Linked DNA regions of Sus scrofa: all the other regions are linked to region 2. Evidence: chromatin contacts called from public Hi-C data. All regions are on one chromosome and are shown on one strand. Each heading gives the region's core, a stretch centred on a gene start, on an enhancer-like site or on the middle of the called end of the contact. The rest is flanking DNA. Distances are from core to core; before and after follow the strand shown. Region 1 holds the start of SLC25A37 (mitoferrin-1). Region 2 holds the start of LOXL2 (lysyl oxidase homolog 2). Region 3 overlaps LOXL2 (lysyl oxidase homolog 2).

The links. A called contact is a pair of places that touch in the nucleus more often than the background predicts.
Region 1: a contact with region 2 is called in a Hi-C map of fetal skeletal muscle, with 1.8 times the contacts expected there. The contact joins the promoter of SLC25A37 here to the promoter of LOXL2 in region 2. A contact is called at or near these places in 1 of 47 Hi-C or Micro-C datasets (fetal skeletal muscle) and 1 of 2 datasets of contacts at active chromatin or transcription factors (skeletal muscle).
Region 3: a Hi-C map of fetal skeletal muscle shows a contact between it and region 2, with 4 times the contacts expected there. The contact joins the enhancer-like site here to the promoter of LOXL2 in region 2. A contact is called at or near these places in 1 of 5 promoter capture datasets (liver), 19 of 47 Hi-C or Micro-C datasets (alveolar macrophages, brain, embryonic fibroblasts and 10 more) and 2 of 2 datasets of contacts at active chromatin or transcription factors (alveolar macrophages and skeletal muscle).

What each region holds. Positions count from the first base shown.
Region 1 is chr14:7,663,175-7,666,327 of Sscrofa11.1, forward strand. SLC25A37 (mitoferrin-1) reads left to right here and starts at 1,828. Exons shown (of 5, transcript XM_021072304.1): 1 at 1,828-2,188. The coding sequence starts at 1,979.
Region 2 is chr14:7,538,801-7,542,065 of Sscrofa11.1, forward strand. It overlaps LOXL2 (lysyl oxidase homolog 2), which reads right to left and starts at 1,899. Exons shown (of 14, transcript XM_021074114.1): 1 at 1,555-1,899.
Region 3 is chr14:7,444,427-7,447,626 of Sscrofa11.1, forward strand. The region is part of intron 10 of LOXL2 (lysyl oxidase homolog 2); the gene reads right to left. Among named protein-coding and RNA genes, the nearest start is that of R3HCC1, 26 kb to the left of the region's middle. Within about 2 kb of position 1,610, at least 21 of the 83 cell types and tissues checked have an H3K27ac peak or open chromatin away from gene starts, as enhancers often do. A contact at or near this core is called in fetal skeletal muscle, retroperitoneal adipose tissue and skeletal muscle, where this site is marked.

The DNA of each region.
Region 1 (3,153 bases), core at 578-3,077, 120 kb after region 2:
CCTTCATTTTTTTAAAATTATAGAAATAATACAAACATTATTTGCCTGAAAAAATATAGTGAAAATACCTATATGCCTACATCACTATCGCAATAACCACTTTACCCTTTTCATGTGTGTATTTACATCTTTGCAAATGTAATGTTCATAAAATTTTGTTCTGATTTTTCACCTAATATTCCATCATAATCATTGCCCATGTTGTTGCCTGACATAACCACAATTTTAATGGCCCCATAATATTTCACTCATTCAGGTATTATCATTTAATTAGCCATTCCTCTCCAGTTGAACATTTTGGTTGTTTTCCATTATTCATTACTGTAAATAATGCTTTGAAGAGTGTTATGCCTATCTTAGACTCTTGTGTCACATTCTCTGAAGTGGGCAAAAGGGTTAATATGTACTGGTTAAAGGGTATCCATTTTTATAGAGTATCAACAGGTGTTGACCAACCTTGCTTGAAAAACCACTTTTGGTAAGAACAGGGAAATTTTTCTCCAACAATCACTAAATACAGAGCTTGTTTTACCTAGTCCATCTTGGGAGGAACTATTGGCAGCTACCAAAAACGGGGAGATGGTGCCTTGGCCTTGAAGCCTCTATTGACATTGCTCACATCACTGAACCTTAAATCCCTGAGAGCTTCCTGGGTTGTTGTGACCTGAATCTTGGGCCCAGGGTGAGGCCAAAGAGGGGTGCAGCACATTTAAGGTCCCCTTCCCCACCCTTTCATTATCTCAAGGCACAGCTTTCCTGACCAGAAGGCTTCTCTAGATAACGGGCAGTAAAAGTTGATCAGCTAGAGCCATGCCTCAAGGCACAGAATGTGCACAGTTTGATGTGCAGATGCCATGCTTCCATGGAGCCCTAGATTAATAGGCTACTCCTCTACTTTTTGATTTCTCCTCCATCCCCAGATGAAATAAGACAGTATCATTTAGGTTAAAATAAAGTAGCCTGGGTTACACTTTGAGAAGACAGCTTGGAATGAGTTTAAGAACTAGAGACCAGAGCCTTTCAAGCCAGGCAGACACAAGACTGCAAGATACACTCTTTCGGCTACTTTGCACCCTACTGTGAGACTGGGCCTCTAAAGCTCTTTCAGCCTCAGAAAAGTGAGCTGAAGGTGCCTACACAGAAGGGCTCCATCCTGGTGACTACTTGTCTTCACTAGCCCAGGGAAGGGTGAATTTAGCCCTTTTGTGAGAATGTGATGAGGAGAAAATTTTACTCTGTGTTTTCAGTGAAAGAAAAGACTTTGAGTAAATGGCTGTTCTCCCCAATAAAGCATCCTGGTGCAGAACCTTGAGTTTTTAGCTTCTTCTCTCCACGGTACATGACCTCTTGGTGCACAAAAGGAAATGCAGCACTCATATCATGCAGTGGGTCCTCAATTCTAGAACTCTACTCCACCCCCACGTGCCCCCCCCCCGCAGTCACCATAACTGTTCCATTGAGAATATTCGCAATAACTTCCCCCCACTCCAGGCCTGAGGAATGCCAAAGCTTTCTGAGCAATACTGTTTGCAAAATCCCAGGCTCTAGGGGCAGAATGACCACTCTTCCAGATCTCCCTTCAGCCTTAAGCATTTGCCCCCTGCGGCCAGGCTGACCCACCCCAGTGACTGACCCCCTGCCTGTCCCAAGCCTGGCAGCACCACCTCACCAGGAGGTAAGACAACTTTCCGGGACACCCCCAACGTCTCTCGCCCCCGTCCGGTTGCTTGGAAATTTGCACTGGACAGTGACGTCACACTGGGAGGCGGGTCCCCCCTTTCCCGCACACCAATGGCGAGGCAGCGGCTGGCCTTTTCTTTTCCAGTGATTGGGGCCCCTCTGCTCCACCCCAGCCCGCCATGGCGTCAGGCGCCGCAGCACCGGGGAGGTGGTTCCCACTTTAAAGAAGTGAAGTTTTTCGCCCCCTCCCCCTCCCCGCCTGCCTCTTGCAGCCTCCCGCGCCCCGCGGAGCCGGCGGATGGAGCTACGCTGCGGCGGCGTAGGGAGCCAGGCTGGGGGGCGCAGGATGGATGGGGACAGCCGAGATGGCGGCGGCGGCTGCAAGGACGCCGGGTCGGAGGACTACGAGAACCTGCCGACCAGCGCCTCCTTATCCACCCACATGACAGCCGGAGCGATGGCCGGGATCCTGGAGCACTCGGTCATGTACCCGGTAGACTCAGTGAAGGTGAGGCGCTAGGGGACTTTAGGGACGGAGCGAGAAGAGAGGAGAGCGCACTCGCCTGTGTTTGCATTTGCATCCCGCGCTGGAGCTGCCTGGGGGCAGCTCCCCGAAACTGCGCTCTCTCTGGAGCAGTGGCACCCCGCGTCTCGCCGGGAGCTGGCGCGCGCAGCCGGGGCGCCGAAGAACGCGCCGCGCCTCTCCTTCCGCTGCGCGCCTGGGCCCTGGGGCACCCCCGAGCCCACGAGGGTGCCCCAGTCTGCGTCCGGCTCAGGCACTGGCCCGCGTTCACGGCCCGGCTGGCTGCGGCCGGCGAGGAAAGTGGCTAGCGCCGCTGGCCGCTGTGGCGGAGGCGGGGTTCCCGAGGGAGGCGGCCGGTGCAGCTCTGCACAGTCTGACCGTGTCTGGCCACGCGATCGGACGGTTTGCGATTCCGGCTCGTCGCGGCTCCGCTGGCTCGCCTGGTGTCCGAGCCGCGGCGAGTGGCGTCTGCCAACCGGTGCCGGTGGTTGAGGCTGCCCACACGTGCGCCGTCCCCGGGGGACTCGCCGCCGGGAGCGCTAACCGCTCTCGCTCCGAGAAACGTGGCCCCGGCCCGGCCGCACGCCCTCCAGCAGTAGAGGCGTGAGACGTGCAGTGACATTTGCCATCTCTTTTTGTTACAGGGAGTCGGGGAGGCTGGGAGAGCGTGTGCTATAATAGCCCTTCTTAGGGTCTTGTGTAATAAGGCGTTCTGTTTGTCCCGCTCTTCCCGGGTAGTTTTAAATGCATTTCCTTAAGGAGACAGCTTTAGCCAGGCCGATTTTGCCTGAGCTGCCCTCTGTCAGTCTGTTCAGGACACCGAATGGCTAGGGGATAGGGTACTGCAGGAAAGTAATTCCAGGATTGATACATTGCACTTTTGTAGGCTTAACTCATCTAATTCATAGAGCAGCCCTGGGAATTAACAGAGGAAGAAACCCAGGCACAGA
Region 2 (3,265 bases), core at 649-3,148:
TGCCACGGGTTTGATGGTCATTCCAAGGACAGATCCTAAGGGCCAGGAAGGGGAAGAGGACAAAAGGAGGAGGGAGATGAGTAACTGAGCTCAGGCAGGGTCCAGGGAGTCAGTCGTTCATCGGGAACTGACCACGGAATTGAGCACTTCGTCTTCGTCCTAAGCCCCATCTTAACCAATAAGTATACAATACACCATAAATAACTAAATCATTCCACAAGGGTGACATATGGCCTTTTGTGGGTCCCAGACAGGCTAAAGGTGGGGGTAAGGATGGGGCCTGGAGTAAGGGATATAGGTCGAGTCTCCACACTGACTACGCAGCATCTTGGGCGTCAGCACTTTTCCTTTTCTGCAAAAAGAATCGATTGGACTGATCTGAACATCTCCACAGTTCTGAGATTTCAGGAGATGAAATTAGTTCGGGGGTATGTTTCTAACTTTCATTCCTATCGCAGGGCCCGAAGTTTCCCAGCTTCGAGAAGTTCAGTCCCCCTCCCCCACAGCGTGTCGCCGCCGCGCCTCGCTCCACCCAGGCTGGGCTTTGGTGGTCTTTCCCGGTTCGGGTGAGGGATGACGACGGAGAGGAAGGCATCTCGCCGGTTTCTTCCAATCATATTTATTCCGGCGCTGATTTACAGCGACACCTCCGGCGGGCAGCTACTTCAGAGCGTTCCAGAAGGTGTGGGCTGGGGGGCGGGGGCGGGGGCGGGAGCGTGGTGTCCAAAGCGCCTGCGTAAAACTTGGGGGCACTGAGGACAGAGGGAGTATCCGCACACCACCAGGATGAGCCCCAGGGCGATCCTGCACGTACGACCCATGGGTTCGCCTGTGCTGGTTCTTTCCTATTCCAGGGCCTCCCAGTGACTACGGCGGGAGAGGTTTCCTGGAACCCGGACGAGCCAAGAATGAATACCTCGGGTGCGGACCTCGCCGCTCAGCGCACAGGACTCAGGGCGCTCCTGCGCTCAGCCGAGGCTTTCTCGGGAGAAAACTGACTCCAGGCTGTGGGCTCTAGAGCTACCAGGCTCAGCCCCATGCCCCTACCCCGCCAACCCCAGCCCTGTGCGCTCCACATCCCCAAAGCCACAGCCCCGGGGACACTCCAGGGCGGCCCCCATCCCCGCGCGCGCTCCACACCTCAAAAGCCAGAAGTCCGGGCACCAGCGCAGTCCCCAGGGTCCCGCGCTCCTAGGCACCTACCGCGCACCGAGTCTCTCCTGGCTCTATCCTGCCTGGTCGCAGGAGCCCCTGGCGAGCAACGAACCAAGCGCCCTGCTCCCTGGGGCGCGCCTGCTGCGTCGGCTCGCAGAGTTCAGGCGAGGTGGGGCTGGGTGAGTCCGCCCTAGTCGGAGCAGGACCCGTTAGCCTGCACGTCCTCGTCTCTCCAAACATGAAGCCCTCCCTCTGGATGCCCGCCGCTCGAGTCCTGGGAACCCCAAGCAAGGCTGAGAGGGGGGCCCCGAGGAGAGCGGAGCCTGGAGACCCACCAGGACGCCCTGGCTTTCCCGAGAACCGCCATGGGGAGAGGGGACGCGCAGGCAGCGCTCTTACTTGGCAGCAGAAGTGCGCGCTGGCTCGGCTGGGGCCAGGCTTTCCACAGCGGCCCCTCTCCTGCGCCCGGCGCCGCGGAGCCCACTACCCGAACAGAGCAGACGAGCCGAAACTTCCGGCCGTTGGAAAAAGCGAGCTCCCAGTTTTAGGAAGCCGAGCGCCGGAGTAGCGCTTTTCCCGGTACTTTTAACCAGCGCCCCACAGCAAACCCTCCCCGGACCCACCCCCTTCCCTAAAGGCGGCCACCGCCGCAGGCCCGGCCTCCTGCCCCTTTTGTTCCGCGGGGAAGCCGCGCGCCAATGGGGCAGCCCTTCCCAGGCTCTTCTCGCCCAGGTTTCCGGAGCCTGAGTAGCTAGGGAGCGGACTTTTCCTCGGGAGATTCTTCCACACTCCAACCCCCTACCCCCCGCCTAGATCCTGGAATTTAACTCTTTGTGGTCCTAATCCACCAGCATTCGGGTCCGTGCCTAATCCATCTTCCTATCCAGAACCCGGCACTTTCTGGCTCGTAGTAGACGCTCAATAAAAACTGATGAATGAAAGACTTCAGAAACTTTCGTCCATCTCCGCTGGGTTTCTCCTCTCTGGAGGAAGCAGTTTCCGAAGGTGATTGCAAAGAGCCCCCTTTCTTCCAGCAGATCACATCTTCGGCCTCAGCCAAAATTCTTTCTCCCCTGAGGATCAATTTTCTCCTTTGTAATTAAAGGCTTTGGACTCAGTGACCTCTAAGGTCCGTCCCCACACCCGAGGGCCAGGATTAGCAAGCCTGGGCTAAGGGCGCATATTGTGCAGAAGGATCTCCATGCCTGGTTCTGAGGCTCACACTAGGGGCAAAGTGAGGGGGTCCTGCGGGCTGGGGGCATCCTCTGAGGAGATTCCCGGACCTCTTAAGCAAGAACAAGGTTTGGCTGGGCAGGAGGCAGCCAGCTGCAAAACAAGGCACCCATCTGTGGGGTGTCTATGCAGACAGAACCCAGAAGAGGACTTCCATTAAGGGTGGTGATCCTCCTCCAGGTCCTTATACTCTCTGCCCATTCGGGTCCCTCCCAGCAGACCCCAGCTCTAGCCCTGATAGGTGGCTAGTTCATCTAGTCCATCTCAGATCCACTAGAGGGGGATAGCTCTAGTCCATCTCAGACTCCAGCAAAAACTTCCCTCCTCTAGGGTGGACTTTCGTAAATCCACGGCTCTCTAGGACATTCCCACAGCCACAGCTAACCTAGCAAGTCTCAAACTTAGCACCCTAACTCACAGCCCTCCACCCTGTGAGTTCTCTTCTGCCCTCCTTCCTACCCTCCACACGGAATCAACCCCTGGTCTGGTGGGTGGTGAAGCCAAGGAACAGGAGGGAGGTGGGTGTGGTTCTAAAAGGGCACCGGGAGTTCCTGTGCTGTTGGAACTGTTCAGTATCTTGGCTGTGGTAGTGGATGCAAGAAGCTACGCAGGTGATATAATTGTATAAACTTAATATACACAAGGACACACACACACTACACACAAAGTACAGGTAAAACAGGAAATCTGAATAAGATCAGCGGATTGCATCAAAGTCAATATTCTAGTTGTGATTTTGTCCTACAGTTTTGCAAAATGTCACCATTGGGGAAACTGGGCAAAGTGGGAAGGCTCCCTCTGTATTATTTTTACAATTGCTTATGAATCTATAATTATCTCAATAAAAATGTCCACTGAGGGGAAAAAAAAAAGCCCA
Region 3 (3,200 bases), core at 360-2,859, 95 kb before region 2:
CCAGATCCTTAACCCACTGAATGAGGCCAGGGATCAAACCTGCCTCCTCATAGACACTATGTCAGGTTCTTAACCCACTGAGCCACAATGGGAACTCCATCTTTGATGTCTTTTGAAGACTTTTTTTTTTCGTCTTTTTAGGGCTGCACCCACACATATGGAGGTTCCCAGGCGAGGGGTCGAATTGGAGCTGTAGCCGCTGGTCTACACCACAGCTCACAGCAACGCCAGATCCTTAACCCTCTGAGCAAGATCAGGAATCGAACCTGCGTCCTCATGGATACTCTTCAGATTAGTTTCTGCTGAGCCACGAGGGGAACTCCTGAAGACTTTTTAAGGTGGGAATATGGTGCGGAGGGAGAGAGGTTGAAGAGGGGAGGAGGTGTGGGAAAGGCACCCGTGTACCGAAGCAGGTGACATTGAGCAAATAAAAAGGAGGGGAGAGAGGGTTTCCTGCCCAGCGCGCAAGAGAGGGTGGCAGGTGCATCATGCGGGCCCAAGAAGGAGCAGAGGGGGACGCTTGTGCACTCCGGTGCCTCTTGCCTCAGCTGAATGTTTTCTTTTGTTTTTTTCTTTGCTTTTTTTTTTAAGGTTGCACCTGCAGCATATGGAGGTTCCCAGGCTAAGGGTCAAATCAGTCAGAGCTGCAGCTGCCCGCCTATACCACAGCCATAGCAACAGGGATCGAGCCGCATCTGTGACCTACACCACAGCTCACGCAAAGCTGAATCTTTAACCCACTGAGTGAGGCCAGAGATCGAACCTATGTCCTCATGGATACTAGTTAGATTCGTTTCCTCTGTGCCACAACAGGAACTCCTCTGCTGGAGTGTTTCCTTAACAGTGTCCCAACTCATACCTTGAGGGGAGATGAGAACAGATGCAGATCCTTGGGAAGGCCTGTGTTTGGTGCAGAATAAATAAGGGAAACAGGCTGAGGCTCTTGGTAGCCAGGCCCATCCTAAGCTGCTATATGCAATCACAAGCGGCTGCACAGATTTGAATGTGCTTGTCTCTGTCATTACAGGGACATTTGGGAAATGGGGGAAAACCAGGAACAAGGTACCCAGCCTTGGGGAATAGAATGCGAGTTTTGCTTCTGTGCAACCCGAGATCCCTCCTTAGGAAAGACAGAATGACAGCGTGACCCCTGTGGGGGCTTCTGGAAGGATGGATTAGGAGACATCACAGAAATACCTCCTTGCTTGAAATCTGGGGCTTGTAACTGAGGAGCACTAGGTACCTGGCACCGCTCATTCTTGTACCCCTCCTGGGAGTGATGGCATCGTATTTTATTACCAGCACCACTGCTCCCATCGCTCCCATCATCCCCAGATCCACAGCAGCTCCCTGGCCTCCCAAGCCTCAGGTGGCTGGTCTCAGGTTCCCTTTGCTGGAACAGGAGCAGGAGAGGACAGGGGGAAGAGAGAGATTAAAAGGCCAGGCTGCAGAGAGGAAATTAGAGGCTCTTTTCCCTTCCTCCTGTGTTGGGCTTGTGCTAAAAATAATGTCAGAAGTTCCTAAGTTGGGCTTTTCCCAGGTCACTCATGTTGCTGGGTAAAAGGATGCTGAGCCAGAGGCCCACAGGACCATTCACAAGGACGTGTTTTGTGGCTGTTGAAGGGATGATTTTGAACGAGTCTATTTTGGCTTCTGGAGAGAGCATGATGAGACATGAGGTCTGACTCACTGCCTAAAACATGTCTGCATCTTTCAGAGAGGGGTTTATGTTACCATGTTTACCGGCTGGAAAGACTGAAGAGGAATAGGCTATGTTCCGTTGTCTAAACAAAATTCAGACGGAGTCCACAGACGGACTCTTGTAAGGCTGACCTTCTCCCGCTCCCCCTGTTTCCTGAAAACTTGATTTAAGAGTCTTCCCCCAACTCTTCAGTTTTTCCCCTGCAGACACCAGGAGGAAACAGCTGGTGTGGAGCCTCCTGATTCTGGCTGGCTGCCCTGCGGGAGCCTCTATGCTTTCTGTCTGGGGGGCATGTGGACATCACCTCCGGGGCCACATTTCCCGCAACCAGGGGCGCCCCCCCTCCACCACCCATACAAGCATCCCAGGAGACACAAAGCAGGGCTGCTGAGAAGGCAGGAGGGTGCCTCCTGGTGATCAGGGGACATTTCCTCTCTTCAGGCTGAGTGTCCTGAGCTTCAGGGGTCTAAGTGGGGGGGGGGGGGCTGAGCCATGGGATAAAGTTAGGGAAACTCTGATTTGCAAAAAAAAATTTCAGAAGTCTATGGGGGGGAAGAATATCAGACACTAGGCAGAGGTGACTGTAACCTGGATGAGAGGAAGGACAGCCTTCTAACCGTGCGATTCCGGAGTTCTAGGGCGGCAGTGGTCCAGGCAGGATGCTCAGCGGGAGGGGGACCCCCATCCATCAAGGGCCATGAATATGAAAGAGCAGGGCTCCTGGCATTTCCCTCTAGGTCTGGTTGTTAAGGAGACTCCTCCGGGGGTCAGTCTCTGTGTTTCATCTTAGTGCTTTCAAGGAACAGAGCTCTGTTCCTCACTGCAGCACCCACTACATCGGGAGGGAGAGTCTTCCTGCTCACACTTATTTGAGCCGGGGTTCTCAACTCGGCCCCACAGATGGCCTTCGGTGTCTGTAAATCTGCCAACACAGGATGTTCCATCTAGAAATGACTTTTTGGAGTGGAGGATGGGCCAGCTTTCATCACACTCCCACAGGGACCCGACAGAGATTTGGGGCCAGGGGTCCTGTTGAAAGGTCCTCCCACAGAGCCTGGAGAAGGCCTTCTTACACTCCCTGGGGACTTCTGGTCAGAGGTTCTCAGCCAAGGTCCAGGAAGGCAAGCCCTGAAGGGACATATGCTTAGCCAGGATGTTCTTTCCCAGCCATCCCTCCCAAATCATTGATTGCAACATCCGTAAACAAAGAAATAAAACAGAACTCAGGAAAAGCAGGGGTTGGAGGGGTGGGTGCGGGGTGTCAAAGTTCCTGGAGCTCCAGCTCAGAAGAAACACTTCCAGAACGTTGCCATGTGTATCCTTAGAGAAGGGACTGTTCTTTGGAGATCAGGCCTGTGTCACCGGGAGACTCCCACCACGTGGTGCCTGGGTGGAGCGCCATATGCAGGGCAGAGATGCAATTACCTTCTACTTAGAGACCCACAGGCCAGTGTTTCTGCCCATGTGCTTTCTGAAGGAAATCAGGCACCCGTATGTC